Linked DNA regions of Mus musculus: region 2 is linked to region 1. Evidence: chromatin contacts called from public Hi-C data. All regions are on one chromosome and are shown on one strand. Each heading gives the region's core, a stretch centred on a gene start, on an enhancer-like site or on the middle of the called end of the contact. The rest is flanking DNA. Distances are from core to core; before and after follow the strand shown.

Region 1 (2,927 bases), core at 305-2,804:
TTGGGGCCAACCTGAAGGAGAACATCCGAGAAATACTCCCAAGAACCCACCCAGGACCTCCCTTTACCGAGTGAGACCCAGAGACCTTCCTTTGTCAGGCTGCTGCTGTGTAGGTAGACTAGCCTGTGGCCCGGGTTGAGGCCACAGTTGGGTGGGGGGGGATGGAAAACAATTTGTGTTCAACTGCGCCCTCCAGTGGCCACCGGCAGCTGCAGCGCTGCCAACAACATTTAAGATTCTCTCTCTCTCTCTCTCTCTCTCTCTCTCTCTCTCTCAAAATGAAAGCTCAGAATTATTCTAAAGAGAACACTAAACTGGAGAGAGGAGGCATGCAGACTGCAAGTTTTTAAAACCTCTCCTTTATGTTTAAAACATCTCAAAACGTTCACAGATCTATAAAGAAAGGAACCAGGGCTGGAGAGATGGCTCAGTGGTTAAGAGCACTGGCTGCTCTTTCAGAGGTCCTGAGTTCAAATCCCAGCACCGGCATTGTGACTCACGACCATCTGTAATGAGATCTAACGCCCTCTTCTGGGGTATCTGAAGACAGCTACAGTATACTTCCATATAATAAATAAACAAGGAAGGAAGGAAGGAAGGAAGGAAGGAAGGAAGGAAGGAAGGAAGGAAGGAAGGAAGGAAGGAAGGGAGAAGAAAGAAAAAGCACATAAATGTGCCATATACCCCAATATACATTCACACACCCTATACGCACATTTCAACGAAGACCCCCCCCCCAGAATTATCAGCAGTTTCAGAAATTACAACTGATGGACCATAGTTGTGAGCCCCCACGTGGCTGCTGGGATTTGAACTCGGAACCTTTGGAAGAGCAGTCAGTGCTCTTACTTGCTAAGCCATCTCGCCAGCCCCAGGCACTGTACTTTCTAATCGAAAGCACCTTTGAACTTCATTCTAGAAGGAGCCTACCTGCGCACTGCTAATGCCTGGCTTTTTACAATTTGACCTTCAATCTAGACGTCACCCAAATGATGGACTCCGTGCTTGTGAACCCTCCCCTGCTACAGAGAAGCAACAAAGGGGGAAAGACATCAACTCTATAATCTGAGACGCTGACTGCTCCTACAGGGTTCTGAGCACCCACGCCGCAGCTGGCAGGCAACCATCTGCAACTTCAGGGTTGTATCTGATGCCCTTTTCTGGTATACATGGGTACTGCATGCATGAGCTACAGATACAGGCAGGCAAAGCATTCATACACATAAAATAAAAATAAATCCTTTCTAAAAATAGTGAATGTGGCACCATTCATTTTTACATTAATTTGTTATGAGTGTGTATGTGCACACACACATGAGCGTGTGAGTGTGTGCGTGGATGACGTGGCACATCTGTGGAGGTCAAGGGACAACTGTCAGGGTCAGTGCTTTTATTCTATCATGTGCGTCTCAGGGGTAGAATTCAGGTCATCAGGCCAGGTGGCAATCTCACCAGTCCAATAACTCCATCTCTAATGCTCTGTTAAATTGTGTGCCGTGTCAGCAAGCAGAGCTGGCATGAGCCCATTAGGAAGAAAATTGGACTGTTCATAAGTATGCGCCATCTGCTGGAGCATCCATGAGCAGCCCACGACATGGACACAGTGAATAGGGCTGCAGAGACAGTAGTGGAACTGGGTCCACAAGAACTCCTTTCTGCTTTTCATTGCTGGAGGACCCTGGCCTAAGCCCAAGCACCAGAGAACTAATGAACATTTAGTCTCAATCTGCAGCCTCCCTAGGGGACCACAGCAGAGTCTGCGGAAACGGTATAATTGTCTTGTTCATTACTGGAAACAGTAACTAAGTATCCTTCAGGACTCTCCAGCTCAAGATCTATAAGGATTTCTATTGTTCTGCTTCTCAGGCTTGGTATTTGTTTGGTGCTTTAAAAAGAGAGAAACCTGTCTCCTGCTATGTTTAAATGCCCAATCCCATCAGGACACTTCTGCAGCTGCCTGCATTGGGAGAAATCAGGAAATGACATCAAAGTCTAGACATAAAACAAAACATAAAAAGACATCTTTGAGACAAGCCTGGAGAAATGTGAGCATGAGCAATAGGTAGATGGTGACAAGCCTCTATTTCCAGTTTCCAGTCAGCTTGGGTACCACAGCTCAGTCTAAGGAAACCACACACAGCCATCTTTATCCTGCCCAGGACTGGGGAGACATGAGCTTAGAGATCTCCACCCAGACTCCAGAGGGTGGAGTAACCTTTATCTGAAGTTTTTGGGACCAGCATGCTTTTCTTCCTTTCTTTCTTCCTTCCTTCCTTTCTTTCTTTCTTTCTTTCTTTCTTTCTTTCTTCCTTTCTGCGTTTAGAATGTTTGCATATACATCATGTGTATCTTGGGAATGTGGCTCAGGGGCACACAAAATTCATTTAAAGAAAAAAATATATATATATACACACACACATATGTATCCTAAAGATATATACTTTTTATATATACACTTTTTTTCTCCTTTGGAGACATGTTCTTCTCCCTGTGTATCTCTGGCTGATCTGGTATTCACAAAGATCCTCCTACATCTGCCTCCAGAGTATTGGAATTAAAAGTGTGCACCACCACTCCTGGCTGGGTGGCTGGTCTTGTCTCTGAGACTGCATAACCACATAGCATTATCATTGAGAAATTCACACTTGAGAACCACACAATCAAGTTATAATAAATAAATAAATAAATAAATAAATAAATAAATAAAATCTCATTAACATTTAAAGTAAGTTTGTTATTTGTGACTGTATTCATAACTGCCCTTGGGGAGCTACCTGCAAAAGATCAGAGCCTCATTCAGGTGGCTATGATTAATCCCCCCAGCTGTCCACAGTGCAGGTTACTTGCTTGGGCTCTGGGGCCTCACGCCCTTTCTGAGCATGCTTGCCCTGTTGATACAATTTTGCTTTTCCCTCCTGGGCTTTCAC
Region 2 (2,946 bases), core at 356-2,855, 1.8 Mb before region 1:
AACCCAGTGGCACGGTGAATCTCCATGAGGTTTTCAGGTCTTTAACCCAGCTTTTCTTTCTTCTTGTTTATAATTTTCCTGCTTGTTTATCTAAGACTTTAACTTGCCAGCTCAGCAACTCACATCTGTTAATATTTTGAGATTACAGTTAGCCTCAGCCAATTGGGCCTTCCTTCAATAACAGCAGAACTTAGAAGCTCGCTGCAATTACTCCTGATTCCAAACGACTGCAAAGTGTACCTCTCTGCCCAGTTCCACTTTCTCTCTCTCCCCGTTCTGATTACTGCAAGTTATGTAAATCGAGCTGGAGAAGACTTAATTTAATCAACCCGTGGGTCTGCTTACATTTGTTTAAATATTAACTACAGTCTATATGTAAAAGACCAGAGAGGGACAAACTAGTTGCTAAGCATCGCGGCCAATCACTGACACTGTCTTTGCATTGTCAGATCTCTTTGAGTCCGGCTCAAGGCTGTAGAAGGTTTCGTTGTGCACTCACCACGTGCCTGAGGTAACTCTAGAAACCCGCAGCTCCTTTAGAGACTGTCAGGAAGACATCTATTTCACCAACCATTTATGGAGATGAGGAGAGAGGACAGGACTGTGGGAAGTTGGAAAGGGGTTCTATTTTTCTTGCTGGACATTTCCATTCACTCCAGCTCATCTGCATTGCTTACCTTCCAGACCAGAGGTACCCCTCCCGCTGGGTGGGGGTGGGGGTGGGGGTGGGGATTGGCTGGGTGCTTGGAGTGTTAAGCAATCTGAGAGAAAAGGGAAACTTCTCTAAATTACAACCCAGGGCACTGGTCAGGGAGTAGAGGAAGCTACAAAGCAAAGCAGCTTCTCTGGGCAATAGTGGACCCCAACATAAAAACATTATCTCACGAAGATGCTACATGGCCTTTTGGTAGCAGGAAGTGCGAACTGCGGGTTCTGTAGGTTTCTAACTGCACTGCAGGTGCATCTTGAAGACGGAAAGAAAATGTCAGGCATAGAGGTTGTTTAGCATTACAAAACCAGCTAAGTCCTTCATACCAACACTGACCAGACCTGTAAGTGATTTACACCCCACCCCTCCCCACCCCACCCTACCCCACCTCAGCCAAATGAGTCAGGATAAGAATTTGGTGTCTGGCTTGTTTTTGTCACGGTGCCAGCTCAGAAGTGCAGTGATTGGCTGAGATACAGAACTCCACAATTAACATTAAACACAGGCAGCTGGCTGCATTTTGATTAAAACCGGCGATCAAGAGCTCTGGCAATCTGGGTTTTTGTGATGGCCGGAGCTTTATTCCCTCGTAAATACCACTGACAGTTGTTCGCGCATTGGAGCCTCTTCGTTTACTTTCTCTGTGGTTCTCTGTGTTTAAAAAATTGGCAGAAATCCTTCCAGGTGAAACAGTTTCCGTATCCATTTTCACCCTTGTGGACTGTCAGTTGGGTGGTAGAAACAGGAAAGACAGACAGACCCACGGGAGCCAAGTTCAGGGGTCCCCCACCCCGCCCCACCCCATCTCTGTCACATTTTTTTTTTTCCAGAAAATGGAGGGATTTAGCCCTTGAAGCAGCCTGGTTCTTCCAGAGGGGTGTTACGCTTTGTGGCTCTTTGGCCCCATCTTATGGACAACAGTATTATAAATCGGAGATGGACGATGGTCCTGCAGAGCAGGTGCCCCAGAAGTTTGATTTCTTATTATAAAGTCAAAGTGTAATGATGACTCGGTTTCTCCCAGACTACATTCAGGAATACCCTTAGAGTTCACCGATGTTCAGAAAATCAGTGGCGAGTATGGAAATCTTACATGTGAACATGTGAACAGAACCGTTGCGCATGGTAACTCGAAGACTGTGGTAAGGAGTATGGTGTGTCCAACTATTGTTACTGGCATTTGGGAAGCCTCTCTTTGGTTACCAGATGGTACTTTGGGGCGTTTAGTCTCTTTAATAAAATAATTTAAAAGGGGGCCGAGGAAGTGGCTCTGTGGTTAAGAGCACTGGGAGCTGAGGATCCAGGTTTGAGTCTCAGTACGTGTATAATGGCTCACAACTGTCTGTAACTCAGATTCCAAGGGCTCTGACCCCTCTTCTAGCCCCTGTGCGTACCAAACGCTGAAGTGAGACAGAGACACAGATCCAGGCAAAATAGCCCTGCGCATGGTTTTCAAAACCTTTAAAACTTTAAGAATGGATGAACACATACGGCTTTGAGACAGTTTTACCAGGGTTTAAGAGAGCATCCCTTTCGAGCAGGCAAGCTGTCACCTCTGCATCTTCAGAGAGGAGAAGACTTGAGGAGAGAAAGGGAAAACCACGGTTGGCCATGTGGACAAGCAGCCACATGGCAGAGAGGGAGGCTTTAGAAAAAGAGTAAGGCAGACCACAATGTTGAAGAAGCCCAAAGTGCTGGCAAAGCATCCTAAGACATGAGACAGAAATGAGGAGGGGAAGCTAGGATTTTCTGAATGATTCAGAAAGCAGATAGACTTATAAAGCGACATGCAGCTAGGGGTGGGATCTTGGGAATCCCAGGGGTGACATGGCCTTCCTGAAGGGTGGTCCCTTGGCTAGGTGATTGACACAGGCTAACCGAAATGTTAGGTCTCCACGCAGGCCAGAGATGCCCCCCTTGTAACCAGAAGGAGCCCTCCTTTAGTGGGTTTGTACTACCTTACCTGGACAACATTCTGTTCTCAGTTCTTGACCCTGGAACTAAGAATACGCTAAGCAAATGTTTTGCCATGGAGTCATACCCAGCTCTGTAATGTGTTCTTGGAAAATGCTAAGGAACCCGTGTGTTACATGTTCTCGCCACAAATAGAAAGCAACACAAGGCACACTATATATGTTAATTAGCCAGGTGAGTCACGCCACAAGATACTCTTTAAAACATTATGTTACAGGCAGCAGGTACATTCAGTTTTGTAAAACAAAGATGATGACGGTTTT

What was found. Hi-C and Micro-C count contacts between places; a contact is called where the count stands out from the background.
Region 2: a Hi-C map of cortical neurons shows a contact between it and region 1, with 11 times the contacts expected there. The contact joins two enhancer-like sites. A contact is called at or near these places in 6 of 484 Hi-C or Micro-C datasets (B cells, the N1E-115 cell line, brown adipocytes and 2 more).

The regions. Positions count from the first base shown.
Region 1 is chr13:58,637,783-58,640,709 of GRCm38.p6, reverse strand. No RefSeq gene overlaps it. Among named protein-coding and RNA genes, the nearest start is that of Slc28a3, 28 kb to the right of the region's middle. Within about 2 kb of position 1,554, at least 13 of the 459 cell types and tissues checked have an H3K27ac peak or open chromatin away from gene starts, as enhancers often do. A contact at or near this core is called in cortical neurons, where this site is marked.
Region 2 is chr13:60,477,825-60,480,770 of GRCm38.p6, reverse strand. No RefSeq gene overlaps it. Among named protein-coding and RNA genes, the nearest start is that of A530001N23Rik, 30 kb to the left of the region's middle. Within about 2 kb of position 1,605, at least 86 of the 459 cell types and tissues checked have an H3K27ac peak or open chromatin away from gene starts, as enhancers often do. A contact at or near this core is called in cortical neurons, where this site is marked.